5 separate regions of the Mus musculus genome follow, and all the other regions are linked to region 5. The links are chromatin contacts, called in public promoter capture Hi-C maps. All regions are on one chromosome and are shown on one strand. The core of a region is the stretch at or near the end of the contact, and the rest is flanking DNA. Distances in the headings are between cores, read along the strand shown.

The links. Promoter capture Hi-C pulls out the DNA fragments that hold promoters and counts their contacts.
Region 1: a contact with region 5 is called in a promoter capture Hi-C map of liver, with 2.5 times the contacts expected there. The contact joins the enhancer-like site here to the promoter of Rdh11 in region 5. A contact is called at or near these places in 11 of 39 promoter capture datasets (the 3T3-L1 cell line, the C10 cell line, the HPC-7 cell line and 7 more), 2 of 115 datasets of contacts at active chromatin or transcription factors (large pre-B cells and stem cell-derived neural progenitor cells) and 3 of 9 other capture datasets (adipose tissue, embryonic stem cells and liver).
Region 2: a promoter capture Hi-C map of pre-B cells shows a contact between it and region 5, with 2.6 times the contacts expected there. The contact joins the promoter of Srsf5 here to the promoter of Rdh11 in region 5. A contact is called at or near these places in 4 of 39 promoter capture datasets (the C10 cell line, hippocampal neurons, liver and 1 more) and 2 of 9 other capture datasets (adipose tissue and liver).
Region 3: a contact with region 5 is called in a promoter capture Hi-C map of liver, with 4 times the contacts expected there. The contact joins the promoter of Plekhd1os here to the promoter of Rdh11 in region 5. A contact is called at or near these places in 3 of 39 promoter capture datasets (the 3T3-L1 cell line, hippocampal neurons and liver) and 3 of 9 other capture datasets (liver, macrophages and pancreatic islet).
Region 4: a contact with region 5 is called in a promoter capture Hi-C map of liver, with 4 times the contacts expected there. The contact joins the promoter of Susd6 here to the promoter of Rdh11 in region 5. A contact is called at or near these places in 3 of 39 promoter capture datasets (hippocampal neurons, liver and pre-B cells) and 1 of 9 other capture datasets (adipose tissue).

Annotation. Positions count from the first base shown.
Region 1 is chr12:80,398,015-80,400,714 of GRCm38.p6, forward strand. Dcaf5 (DDB1 and CUL4 associated factor 5) reads right to left here. Exons shown (of 9, transcript NM_177267.5): 3 at 1,935-1,971; 4 at 755-894. Among named protein-coding and RNA genes, the nearest start is that of Mir1843a, 7.7 kb to the left of the region's middle. Within about 2 kb of position 1,322, at least 4 of the 459 cell types and tissues checked have an H3K27ac peak or open chromatin away from gene starts, as enhancers often do. A contact at or near this core is called in liver, where this site is marked.
Region 2 is chr12:80,943,960-80,946,779 of GRCm38.p6, forward strand. It overlaps Srsf5 (serine and arginine-rich splicing factor 5), which reads left to right and starts at 1,540. Exons shown (of 8, transcript NM_001079694.2): 1 at 1,540-1,713; 2 at 2,617-2,761. The coding sequence starts at 2,636. It overlaps Gm20337 (predicted gene, 20337), which reads right to left and starts at 1,440. Exons shown (of 3, transcript NR_045057.1): 1 at 778-1,440.
Region 3 is chr12:80,692,659-80,695,402 of GRCm38.p6, forward strand. It overlaps Plekhd1os (pleckstrin homology domain containing, family D (with coiled-coil domains) member 1, opposite strand), which reads right to left and starts at 1,294. Exons shown (of 3, transcript NR_037995.1): 1 at 1,287-1,294. It overlaps Plekhd1 (pleckstrin homology domain containing, family D (with coiled-coil domains) member 1), which reads left to right. Exons shown (of 13, transcript NM_001177503.1): 1 at 1-369. The coding sequence starts at 221.
Region 4 is chr12:80,789,092-80,791,791 of GRCm38.p6, forward strand. It overlaps Susd6 (sushi domain containing 6), which reads left to right and starts at 1,441. Exons shown (of 6, transcript NM_178682.4): 1 at 1,441-1,724.
Region 5 is chr12:79,190,424-79,193,123 of GRCm38.p6, forward strand. It overlaps Rdh11 (retinol dehydrogenase 11), which reads right to left and starts at 1,432. Exons shown (of 7, transcript NM_021557.6): 1 at 1,303-1,432. The coding sequence starts at 1,367.

The sequences.
Region 1 (2,700 bases), core at 72-2,571, 1.2 Mb after region 5:
GAGCTGTCTACAGAAGTAAAATGAATTCCCTAAAAACTTTCACAACCAACTCCTAATACAGTTATCACATTCTTTTAAGATTTATTTATGTATTTTATGTATGTGAGTACACTGTAGCTGTCTTCAGACACACCAGAAGAGGGCATCAGATCCCATTACAGATGGTTGTGAGCCACCATGTGGTTGCTGGGAATTGAACTCAGGGCCTCTGGAAGAGCAGTCAGTGTTCTTAACCACTGAGCCAGCTCTCTAGCCTCCCAAGTTACTATAACTTTAATGCTTATAAAATTGCAAGTTTTATACACATATAGATTTAATGAAGACAAAGTGAAACAGTGAAAAATGAAGACAAAGCAACACAGTACAGCTTCCCTCTAGTTCATGATGCTCCCTGAAGGGTTAGGGCAGAACTGTGTCTTCCAGTATCAAAAAACAAAAACAAAAAACAAAACAAAACAAACAAACAAACAAAAAACCCTGCCTGGTGCCCCTTTTCTGTAATTGAAGGAGAAAGACTGTGAGTTCAAAGCCAGTCTGAGTTGCACAGCTAGACTCAGATTTTGTTTTTGTACAGTGACAGGTAGGCTGACTGGTAAACGTATTCCTCTGCGACCACTCAGGGCAGGATGGGTCTCCAGTGTTATGTGTGTGTGCTGCATGTGAGAATCCTACATTTCTATCCTCTGGATGCTACTCATACACTGACTGTACTCAGACTGTTCAGCACAATCCAAAACTGTCCAAAATGACCGACCTCCATGGGGAGACTCCCGGATATCCCAAATGAGAACCCGGCCATCATCTGAAGAGCTGGCAAAAATGTTGTCATTCACGGGGCTCACTGACAAGCCATATACTGCATCTTCATGAGCAAACACATCCAGGGTCTCACTGCTGAGAAACAGAAAAGCACATAGACATATTTATATACACAAACATTGTTCAGAGGCCCAGCCCTATTGTACCTAACTAGAGTTCAGTTTCTTTTATTAACAAGAGAAATTTAACCCAGGTAAACCAACAAGATGCTAAATTAATATAATGGGCAATGTTCAAGTGAAAAACATTAAGTATCTAAAATGTCTGCATAAATATATATGTATATTTAAAAGTATTACTTGTATAAATTTCCTAATTTTCACACTAAACGTATTTAAAAATGACCCAGTAGCTGAGTTTTTTGTTTTCATTTATCAGTTGTATGGAGATTTGAGGGTGGTACTAGATTTCCAAAAACAAAGGGGAGGTTTTAAAGCAGCAGAGGTAGAGGGCCTCCCAGGAGACTAGCATGTGGATTAACAGCACAGCTCTGAGCTAACAAGACCCGGTGCAAAGTCCTAGCATTACCTGACCTTAAGTTACCTAAGAGCTCTGGGCCTTTGTTCCCTCTTGTCATGGTTATCAACAATATCCCTCACTAAATGGTCATAATGGTTAAGTGGGGAACACAAAAATCCCTTAGAACAATGTCTGGCACATGACAGTAAAAACTCAATAAATATTTGTTATTATTAACTATTAATTTTTATTATGTAATTATGTATAACATATAAATATAAAGAGGAAAAACTGTTTTCTCCCTCTTTTTTTTTTGGGTTTTTCTGAGACAGGATTTCTCTGTGTAGCCCTGGCTGTCCTGGAACTCACTCTGTAGACCAGGCTGGCCTCGAACTCAGAAATCTGCCTGCTTCTGCCTACCAAGTACTGGGATTAAAGGCGTCTCTTATTATTTCTAATTGTATGTCAACTTTGCAAATCTTCCCTTTCTTTAAATAAAACTGAAACTATTATAGTAATTGGTTTGTTTGCTTCAGAAAACTAATATTGGTTCCATATTAGTTCCCTCAGAACCTAAAATCTATGTCTAAAAAGATATTTGCCACTGTTCATGTAAAAAATGGTCAGTCATCGTCACACACCAACAATCTATTTACCTTTCAACATCATGGAGGATAACTTGCTCATCATTTCCTACAAAGGAAAAAAATAGACATTTTATAATTCCTACAAGTGATCCCTTCCACCCGACAATATAGGATTTTAAAGTTTCTAAAAAAAAAAAAAAAAAATCATAAATTGGCTCAGTTTGTGGAAGTCTTGAAAAGTCTGAATTCCTGAGCTTGATTCCCAGAACCTATGGTAGGAGGAGAAAACTAGTTACTGCATTATTGAAAGTTGTCCTATACATCTGTGTGTGCGCGTGTGCACATGTACACATGTATACACACACACACACAGACACACACGTGCACATGTACACACACACACTCAAATACAACATAATAGAAAATCGGAGTGTTAAGTTAGGAGAGACTATGAAGGCAATCTAAGAAGTCAGGCACAGTGGTGCTTGCTTGTATGTAATTCCTACCCTTAGGGGAGGTAGAGGCAGAAGGATCAGGAGGCTCAGGGCCAGCCTAGGATACATGAGAACCTGTCTCAAAAAGCCACATATTCTCTCTTTTAAAAAATATTTAACAGAGCTGTCTTTATAGAGTTTTGTTTTGTTTTTTAAGCAATAAAGTATAACCTGGCAACAGTTCAGAATGCATTATTCAAGGGATCAGACCAAAATAAACTGCTGTCACTCAGGAAAAGTAAATGGCCAAACAGTTCACTCAGCCAGGCTAACCCACGCCATGTCTAGCAAAGCAACCAGCAATTATAAGACCTGGAATAAAATCTCTTAACATTTCTAGG
Region 2 (2,820 bases), core at 290-2,789, 1.8 Mb after region 5:
TGCCCGCTACATGTTTTTTAATGGGTCCACTGATGCTGTTTTTATTTGCATAGTTAACTGAATAGACAAGCTTATTCCACGTGAATGAGGTCAGACCCAGGGTTGCTCTGCTCCTTCTTGAGCTATCAGTTCATCCCTGTGACCCTAGCTGAAATTGTGTGACTCTATTCTAGGTACATCTCAAAATCTAGATGATGCCTTAGGTTACAGATAAAAATATTAAAGAGAAGTAGCCTTTTTCACAACAACAACAGTCTTTATTGTCAATGTTTCTAGACCTCCCAACCTCACTGGGGAAGGCTGGATAGAGTTACCGATGTGGACTGCTGTGTATTACATCCATGCTGGAAGCATAAACTCTATTTCTCAATAACTGTTGATTTCGACTCTTTTTTTTTTTTTTTTTTTTTTTTGGTTCTTTGACTCAGGGTTTTCCTGGCTGTCTTGGACTTTGTAGATAAGGTAGGCCTGGAACTCACAGAGATGATTAAAGGCTGAAGCTACCACCGTCCACCTAACTATTGAGATTGAGACCTGGACAGAAAGGAATGGACAATGGCCAGTTGGATTTAGAAACAACTTGAAATCTTTCCCAGCTAGCTGAGCCAAGATTGGCCCTAGGGATTCAATATATAGGAGCGTTTTTTGTTTTTTTTTTTTTTACCCACAGTACCAATTTCATTATTTCACCACGTGAAATCTCTCCTTTAGTAGAAAACAATTCAGTTCCTTAGGCTGATCAGAACAAAAACCACAACACTGAAAGAATTCACTTACTTGAGCCTCAGAGAACCCTCTCTCTCTCTCTTTTTTCCGAGGCAGGATTTCTCTGTGTAGACCAGGCTGTCCTGGAACTCACTCTGTAGACCAGGCTGGCCTTGAACTCAGAAATCCTCCTGCCTCTGCCTCCCAAGTGCTAGGATTAAAGGCGTGTGCCACCACGCCCGGCTAAGAACCCTCTCTTGAAGGACATTGATAAGTACAATTTGCAGAAGAGGCTAAAGAGAGAAAGAAAGAAAGAAAGAAAGAAAGAAAGAAAGAAAGGAAGGAAGGAAGGAAGGAAGGAAGAAAGAAAGAAAGAAAGAAAGAAAGAAAGAAAGAAAGAAAGAAAGAAAGAAAGAAAGAAAGAAAGAAAGAATTGGACCTGGTGCTCGGGCCAATAATCCTATCACACTGAAGGCGGACCGGCTGGATCGCTGAGCTCAAGGCTAGCCAGGACTGCTTAGCGAGACCGACTATGTAAATGAATTTTTAAAAGAAACAGGTGATTTTTGAAAAGCCTGGGTTTCTTGGTAATCTTCGAGGGACCTAAGAAAAAGTTTAAATACATCTTTTCGTATCCAAAGAAGTGTCCCGGTGTATCCTGCCAACTGAACGAACGTTTCTAGTCCTCCCACCACCCACTGCTCTCGCCAGGGGTCGCGGTAAGGAAGCCCCGCCCTACTAGAACTTCCGGCTCCCAGGAACCGTCTGTCCTCAGCTCCAAGTGGGCGGTCCCCGAGCTTCTGGCACCGCCCCGGAAGTGACGCCAGGACGTCCCTTCCATTTTGTGCAACGTCCGAGCTGCTAAGTGCGTCAGTTGTGGAGAGACTGTAGACGAGTTGGGTTCGTGTGTATGTGTGTTGTGTGTGTGTTTGTGTAGGGAGGCAGACAGCTCCGTCGCAGACTACGGACCTCTCCGGGGTCTCAGCCGCCAAAGACCCTGTCCGGTAGGTGAGTGGCACGCTTTGAGGGCAAGGCTTCTCGGATCGAGGCTTCTTCATGGCCGCTCGGGTCGCAAGTGGCCGGGGCTTCGCTCTTTGCGGAGGACGGCGACTCAGAGAGCGCAGTTGATTTGAGGTGGGCGCTGGGGCACGTCTCCCTGTGGGTGTTGCGTGAGGGGGACACGAGGCGGAAGGGCGGGCGTGGGGAGGGCGTTTGTGTCGGGAAGCAGCGCGCCCCTCCCTGCCGCCCTTAATGGCTCTCATCGAGGCCCGGACGCCGGGGAGCCGGCCTGGCCCAGGGCAGCTTAGGGTTTCCCCCCGTGGGCCGGCGCAGGCGCAGCGCTCTGGGCCCCGGGCTTGCCCGTGTCTCGGGGGCACGCAGCTCGGCTCGCTACGCTCCTCCCCCCCCCACACCCCGCCGCATACTTCGGCCGTCGCCATTTTGTGCTGCGAACGCGCCCCGTCGCCCACTGCGCAGGCTCGGTGGTGGCGTCGCGAGATTCCGGCTTGTGACGCGCGGGGAGGCCGCGACGCGGGCGCGGCCGGCTGCTATTGGACCAGGCCTGGCAGAGGGCGGGCTCGGCTCCGCCCGCATTTCTCGGCCTGGCCTTAACTGCGGCAGATGGGAGGGGAACCCCGGGATCCGGGGACAGCGTGTGCGGCTGCGCAGTCTAGAAAGGTGGCTACTGGCGTTGTGGTGGGCTGCCGTGTGGAACCTGGGAAGGGGGTCTTTTGGAGAGTTAAGTTTTAACTTGGAATTTGAATGTGGTGGTCGTGAACGACTTAAAAGGTACATGGCGACCTTGTTAGTAGAGTTGGTAAACGTGGGGTGTGTTTGACTGCTTGACTGAACATCCCCCACCCCCATGGTGTCAATCGTTGATATTGTCTCGATTCAATTACTGCCTAACAGGAAACACTAGCCGGGCATCATGAGTGGCTGTCGAGTGTTCATTGGGAGACTAAATCCAGCAGCGAGGGAGAAAGATGTGGAAAGATTCTTCAAGGGTTACGGACGGATCCGAGATATTGACTTGAAAAGAGGTTTTGGTTTTGTGGTAAGTACTTGAAACTGAGTTGAATTATCTGTCGAGAAGTTAGGTAACTTTGTGGTGGT
Region 3 (2,744 bases), core at 44-2,543, 1.5 Mb after region 5:
CGGAGTTCCCTCCCGGCCAACAGCGCTCTGGAGCTTCGCCCCAGCCGCTGGCTAAGCTTCCCGCGCCCCTCCGCTCTCCGCTCCGCTCGTCGGGATACGCGCCCCGACGGCGTTCCCAGCTGCCTGCACTCGCCGTGCCCACTGCTTCCCACTGTCCTCCCTGTCCCTTCCAGTCCCACGAAGGGAGTGGGCCCGGCCAGGGCACAGTCTTCGAGATACGATGTTCACATCCAAGTCCAACTCCGTGTCGCCATCGCCGTCCCTGGAGCAGGCGGACGCGGACGCGCTGGACATCAGCACCAAAGTGCAGCTCTACGGGGTTCTGTGGAAACGGCCGTTCGGGAGATCCTCGGCCAAGTGGTCCCGGCGGTGAGTTGTGTCCCCCGCGTCCTGGGAGACCTCCCTTCCCCACCCCTCCCTACCCCGGGAGGGAGCCCCGAGCTTCAGGACCCCTCCCACTCATCTAGTCACCGCCCTGCCTCAGCCTTCCGCTGTGACCTTGACCTGCCCAGCCAGTTTCTCTCTATGCTGTCCCCCACCTGGAAGATGCGACTTTAATTGGTCGCTAGAGCTAGAATGGCCGGTAGATGCCGGGAATTCTCTGTGGAATGAACTAAGTCGCGAGTCCCAAGTGGCGAGGCTGCATGTGGGCTAGAGATTGAGGTTAGGTCGGGCCAGTCTGCAGAAGGAGAAATCCCATCCCAACCAGATTCTCCAGAGACCTCCACAGCCAATTCCATCCCTTGGCCGAGGCTTTAAGTGGGCTGGGAAATGGGCGTCTCTCTCCTCTATCCTTTCACGCATCCTCAACCTTACATGGTATTTGAGCAAGCCCGACCACTGCCACTCTGAAGTACTCGGGAGAAAGGAGAATCACAAACCTTCTCTAAGGAGTTGTGTTGGAAACTGTGCCCTGACATCACTGAAGTTAGAGTGGGAGAGAGGATATATTGGTCCTGTCCAAAGGACTGGTTGGGAGGGGGTGTTGGGCAATCCTTGCCCTATTATCAGCACGAGGCTCTCTGCCCCAACTCCAAAGGAAAGCCCAGATGCCAATAGGGCTTTCTATGGCCATGACAAGTGTTGGGAGAAGGGGCACTCCCAGACCTGGGCTTGCAGGAACCTCACAAAGCTGACTGCATGTGCACTAGGCCATTTTCTACACAGCTTTTATCATTAAGTCAACACAGATTTCCTGCAGTGTCTAGAAGACTCAGACTTCGTCCTGGTCCCTCCCTGGAGGGTATGAACATTCTTGGAAGCACAGCCCCCTCTCCCTCCCACACCTTGAGTCTGAAGGCCTCTGATGTTTTCAGGGCTGCAGATCACGTGTGTGTGGTAGTGGTTAGTTCTGATCAATTTTGATGAATAATTTAATATTCCTGTAAGACCTCAGGACAAATGGAGGTGTGGATGGGATTTCATGTTTTACAGAGCTGGTTTCATACACTTTTATTACTTCTGCCTGATTTCTCTTGGGGACTTAATGGATTACAGACCCCCTTGAGTGCCTCCCAAGTTGAGTTTTCCTCTGATGTTTTAAGTGAAGGCTCTGTGCAGAGTGAAGATTATATGAGAGACTCACAGGGCTGAACTGTCTGATGGCAGCCACTGAGGGCCAAGAACATTCTGTCTCTGCCACTTGTGTGTGTGTGTGTGTGTGTGTGTGTGTGTGTGTGTGTGTGTGTGGTGAGTGCAGAGGTAGGGGAGGGGAGGGGACGGGAGGGGTTATTGTTGACTCCCAGCAGAATATCCTGAGCACTACTGTAGGCAGCCATCTCTCTCCATTGGGTCTGACTATCCCAGGTACTCTTCTGAGTCCTCATTTAATTTAAGACTACCCTGCCAGGCATCTTCACCCGATTGCATCCGGTATGTGGTAGGTGCCAGGCTGAGTGTCCTGGCTCCCTGTATGGGGTTGGGGGCGGGTGAGCCTGGCTCCTGCATAAACAGTTAATTTGAGGCTGATAGCCCAGGGCACTTGGAGTTGGGGCCCCAAGTTTCCAACAGCAGTTCCCACAGCGGCCCAAACCAAACCAGTCAGTCTAAGTCAAAACAGTAACTGCAGGACCAAGTTAGTTCTGTGTCCTCTGAAAGAGGCTGTCACCTCTGTCTCAAGAGCTTCCTGTGCAGACTCTCTCTCCTCTGGGTCTCAGAAAACCTCCTACCTGCCAGCTCTAGGTCTTTGTTCACGGCCCCTCCTCTGGGAGGATCACCTCCCCATCCTCCATTTCCCCTTGAGTCAGTAACAGCCAGTCAGAAAGTCTGGGTACAGAGGAGTGATGCACAGCCAGCCTCCTCTTGCTGCCCAGTAGGGCCTCTGGGCTCCACTTTCCCATTTGTGAAGTGCAGTCTCTGGACCTCAGATAATTAGTGACCACAGGAAGGCTTGGGACAGAGCAGCCAATGCCCTCCACTGCAGAAGCTTGCCATTAGAGAAATCAATGCCCTAGTGGGCAGCTGAGGGGAAGAGGCCTGGAAGGGCTCCATGCTGCATAAATAACCACTGGGCAGGATGGAACTGGCTGCGGCTGGCTGACTTCTTTCAAACTCTCCTCCTCGGGTCTGTCTTAGCCGGAGCTCCCAGTACCCCACCACCTCTACCCTCACCTTTCTCAAACAGCAGTAGGAGGATGCTCTCATTGTTAGCTTACTTTCCTGTGGGCAAAGGGAGGGAAGGGACTCAAGAGTGTTCATTAAGAGTGAGGGTAAATTGGCCAAATTGACCTTTTCTTCTTCTCAGG
Region 4 (2,700 bases), core at 191-2,690, 1.6 Mb after region 5:
AGGAGAACTGAGAAGAAGAAGAAGAAGAAGAAGAAGAAGAAAGAAGAGGAGGAAGAGGAAGAAGAAGAAGAGGAGGAGGAGGAGGAGAACTGAGAAGAAGAAGAAGAAGAAGAAGAAGAAGAAGAAGAAAGAAGAGGAGGAAGAGGAAGAAGAAGAGGAGGAGGAGGAGAACTGAGAAGAAGAAGAAGAAAGAAGAGGAAGAGGAAGAAGAAGAAGAGGAGGAGGAGGAGAACGAAGAAGAAGAAGAAGAAGAAGAAGAAGAAGAAGAAGAAGAAGAAAAAGAAGAAGAAGAAGAAACAAAAAACTCCAGTAGATCCTAGGTAGGGCACTTGCACAGATAAAAGAAAAGGCTGGGCATGGTGGGGCACACCTTTAATCCCAGCACTTGGGAGGCAGAGGCAGTCGGATCTCTGAGTTCGAGGTCAGCCTGGTCTACAGAGTGAGTTCCAGGACAACCAAGGCTACACAGAGAAACCCTGTCTCGAAATAAATAAATAAATAAATAAATAAATAAATAAATAGAAATAAAAAGAAAGAAAGAAAAAAAAAAGAAAAGGCTAACAGGCCTTCTTAATTTATGAGTCACTGATTTTCAAGGAGTGCTTCAACATTTATTGAGCACCTCTAAGACAGGCCAAGTACCTAGTACCAAGTACCTAGGCACAAAGAGATAGTTCCTACTGTCATATGGCCACCCCTCTGTAGTGAGAGTCACTGTTAAATGGATGCAGCTGACCAGTGCTCAATTTGCTCACCTAAGACGCGCTTGAAAGCAATTCAAGGAGGCTCAGAAGCAGAGCAAAAAGCTAGGGGCCAAGCCTGCAGCTCTAGGTTCCCCAGGCCTCGCTGGAATGTCAGTTTCCTCCATTTAAGATCTGCCAGGTGTTTTTGAGTGCGCAGAAATAGCACTCAGGGACACCCATTAAAAAGATTCCTGAAGCCCACCCCAGCGTTATAGAATCAGAATGGCCTGATCTACATTTCCACCCCCACCTAACCCCCTCGGGACACTTTTGAGATAGTTAAGTTACACACCCTAACCTAGAGTACAGCTTAATAGGGAGATAATAACCTGCTTTGAAGATAGGTCAGGCAAGCGATTCAAGACCTAAATGGGCGACGTGTGTAGAAGAGGCTCTTAAACAACAGTATACTTCCTTGCAAATGACAGTAATTAAAACATCCAAATAATAACCAAACAATAACAGTAAAAGAACCGGAGGGCCCTCTAGGAAGGTGGCTTAACTAGAGTATTACAGCCAGAGCAGTTCGAGTGACTGTCTCTTTAAGGTTCCCTCCCCCCGCCGCCAGGGGCGTGTCAGACAAGGTCAGAGGCGCGTGCGCGTGACTCCTCGGGGCGGTCGCAGCGGCGCGACGCCTGCGCTTGTTGCGTGCGTGCCTGACCCCGCCCAGGCCTCGTCCCTGCCCTGCCCCCTCTGCGGGGCCTCCCCCGCCCGCGTCGTACAGCTGGGCCAGTGACGCTGGCGCAGCCGTCGCCACCGCCGCCGCGTTCCATCCTCAGGAGCCGGCCACCGCTCGCGTCCTCGTCCTCGTCCTCCTCCTTCGTCAGCGCCCGGCCGCGTGAGCCAGACCAGGGCACGCGAGGCGTCGCGGGGGACCCGACAGGGAGTGCAGGCAGGCGGGCGCGCTCAGCGGCGGAGCGGGTTCGGCGACGCGGGAGCTGCTAGCGCCCCCTTTCCCGGAGGTCTCGGCGCCGCTCCCGGGTGAGTTGTCACCGCCGCCCGGGCTGGAGGGGCCGGCTTTGTGTCAGCGGCGCGCGGGGCCGGTTGTCAGGGCACTGGCGGGCAAGCACTTCCTCAGGGACGCGGGCCTTCTGCGCGGCCGCCTGCTACCGCGCCGGCCGGTGTCAGCACTGCGAGCCGCGCGGGAGTAGCCGGGTCGGGCCGCTCCGAGGGCGGCGGCGTGGTTGTGCCGGTGCCCGAGAGCGGAGAGCAGATCGGGCTCGGTGGAGCGCGCTGCAAGGCGGAGGCCCTCCAGTCCAGCGAAGCCGCGGTTCCGCACGGCGGGACCGGCTTGGCCGAGGTGGGTTTCCTGAGGAAACCTTGCAGCCGCTCGCCTGTGCGCGGGAGCGTTCTGGAGCCCCAGCGCCTGGTCGCCTCTTCAGTCGCAAAAACTTTTCTTATTATGTGGGCTGAAACTTGCCGAACCCATTTCCTGTTTTGTTTCGGTTTTACTGTAACTACATATAGACTTTCTTACTTGTGAGACTGATGGTCCCTCCCGGGACAGCCACCATGGTGGAAAAACTTACCTGTAACGGAATTGGGAGGGCAGCAAGGCCGGGGATCCCAAAGAGGCATTAAGTTCATTGGGAACTTTACATTAGTTCAGCAGAGGCCCAATGTTGTTGCCACACACTTCTTTGGTGACAAGGTAGTGTGCTGCCCTTTGTTGCTCTTGTTGGTTGGGGTTCGAAGAGAGGTGCGGGGACATTATCCTTTTCAGTTAAGCCATGGGTATTTAGTCCTTTCTAGATCTGCAAGATCCGCAGTGACTTTCCACTTTTCACTGGTCAATCGGTTTTTGGTGTTAGAATCCCTTTGGTTAATAATAATAATAATAAAATCACACATACACACACACACACACACACACACACACACACACACACACTTTTGTGCTCTGGGAATTCTACACCCAGGCTGTCACCATCTAGTGGAGACTAGTAGAGACATGCCC
Region 5 (2,700 bases), core at 182-2,681:
TAAGACAAACTAACTTGTGGTACCCAAAGGAACCTCTCTCTCCTCAGCGATCAAGGCCCCTGGCTCTGTGTCTCACGTCCCTTCAGACTGAACTTCAACACTGACAAATCCTGGGGACCAGGAATTGGCTCTTCCTCCTTCCTCTGTCATCATCGAAAACAAGAAATCAACTTTGAAAGCGCAGCTCTGGCCCCACTCTCCCATGCTGGCTCCAACGGGGATAGTAGAGTCCTTAGAGTGCTCGCTTCTAAGACACATTTCACTGGATGTAGCTCCGGTTCATGTTTTGTTGAGATTCTATATGGATATGAAGATCTTGTGGTAAAAAGAAACCCAAGTTTTTACCTGAGTACAAGGCCCATGTGTGCCTACTTATGGGAGCTGTAAGTATTCAGAGAGGAGAGGGGAAAAATGAAAGTAGCCACCAGAGAGAGAAGAAAAAGCAAAAAGAGTGGGAAGTAGGTCTTGGAAGAAAAAATGTTGGTCATGGTAAGAAATGACAGAAGGATGGCACAGCCTCAGCTCCAATAGGAACTATGGCCACGCCCAGAAAGAAGGTGGCGTTTATTACTGGTCCACCGTCACTCCTGGTGACTTACTCAGAACCAATCAGTGGACTGCCCCTTGTGGTAGCCTGCCGCTGATTCTCAGGTGATTACACACACCTCCAGGTTTGGGCTGACCTGACACTTAATTAAGAAACCATCCTTTGACCACGTGGTTCTTCTCCTGGCTCCTAGTAATCTAATTAGGGCAAACAAGCACGTGTTCCTACTCCGAAGGACAATGAATCTTCCCCTTCAGTTGTCACAAACACCTAAACAAGTGAATAACGGCAACAAGGAAGCATGCCCCAGATAACATTGGCATCGGGTTCAGAGAGCAAAAAGTGCAACCCTCCTGTAGTACCTCAAGGGCTGGAGACAAATAGTTAGACAAAGGCTGGTTCAAAGCTTGGGAGTGGAGAAAACAGTTAGAATCTAAAGCCCGCCATACTCAGCGGCTTCCCGAAGCTAGAGAGCAAATAGTGCTAGAGGAAATAAGGTAGGCCAGAAAGAGCAATACAGGATGATGGAGACCTGGAGCGCTTTTACGACCACCTGGGGTCTGACGTCTGGCCGTGCCCACATCCAGGGCACCAGGATCTCGCCTACAGTCCAGTAAACTCCAGATCTTTGCTACCTTAAAGGGCTTCTCAGTCCTTTCCTAGTCTTTCTTTACGGGGGCTAGGGAGAGGGCTTCAGTAGGGATTTTTTATCTTCTCTAAAAGACCTGGCAAGAAAAAGCAACATTCGCACAGACCTGATTTTTGGCGTGACCAAGTACAGGATGAAGGGAAGAGAGAGCAGAAGCAGGAATCCGAACATCTCAGCACCACCGAAGCGCAGTTGAAGTTGATGCTCTAAAGAGGACAGCGGGACTTATGGCTTCTGATCCTAGACACACCCCGGTTCAACTGCAACCGCCAGGGAGCAAAGCCCTCTGGGAAATGTAGTCCTGGATTTGGCGGCCGCCTGGCGGTGATACATTCAGAGTATACTTCCAAGCACTATGAAAAGTTGAATAACACAACCGTGGAGCAATGGTCTTCAGTGGTCCAGGGCCTAGGCCTGTGGGATCGTTGAGCCAGCCCTTCTACCACTCCTCTGGCCACTAATTGACTCTTTGGAAGTCTCGCGGGTTTGCTATCTCCTGGAGCCCAAGTCCAGTGTTTGGTTCAATTTTCCCCAATCATTATTAGGAAATTACATTTTGTCTGGGAGACAGCGTCTGGAAAGTATTCTGAGGTTAATTACAAAGGGCAGGAGCCGTTAGTCGGACAGTTGGTGTGGCGGAAGATGTCCTTCCTCAGAGATGACCTTTGCCCTATGGGGCAAAGCAAGTTAAGACCTCCTAGAGAGTCACGGTTGTGTGTACTTCGATCTATGATAGTATCCTTCATAATTTCCCAAGCCCTTGGTTGTTATTTGATAATAAAATAGTTTCTTGGATGACTATATCATGTATTACTCTTCAAGGAAACAATGCATTTCTCAGATTGGCACAGTTGGTTTTATCACTTTGTCAAAGAGTTTAATCCCGTCTTGAACTAAGGCCAGGAACATTTCTTTGGGAAAAGGCAAACTCCCTGTTCAAACTTTTCTTTCCTTTGAGGTGTACCTCATGGGGATAAACATGAGTTATCATGTTTAACAAGTTTTAAAAGTCATTGTCTGTGGTTTCCCACCTTCACTATTCAGTTTCTGGTTCATTTGCATAATTAATTTCCATTCATTGGAAGATACCTGTTCCACAGTCAAGTTGGAGCCATATACTGTATAGCACCTGGGAAGAAGACATATTCTTACAGATTTAGTATTGGATTATCTAGTAATCATCAGCATTTAACGCTTTCTTAGTGTCTAGTATGTAGAGAGCAGCTCACAGCTCAAAGAAAAAAGTCTTTTACGTATTCTGTTTCTTATTCATTTTATACATGTTTAACAGTATTTCTACAATAAACTGGTGTAGTCTCTGAGAGGTGACACAGACAGCTGTGAAGTACTGCTTCAGGAGTTGTCAAAGCTGCAGCTTTCTCCTTCCTGCTTCAACCTTCAGCCTTCTTGAGACAACTCTTTGGGGATCAGTGAGAAAGAAAAGAGAGAGGGGGTGGTGGGGAAGAATTATAAACACACACACATACATTCACACATGTGACAG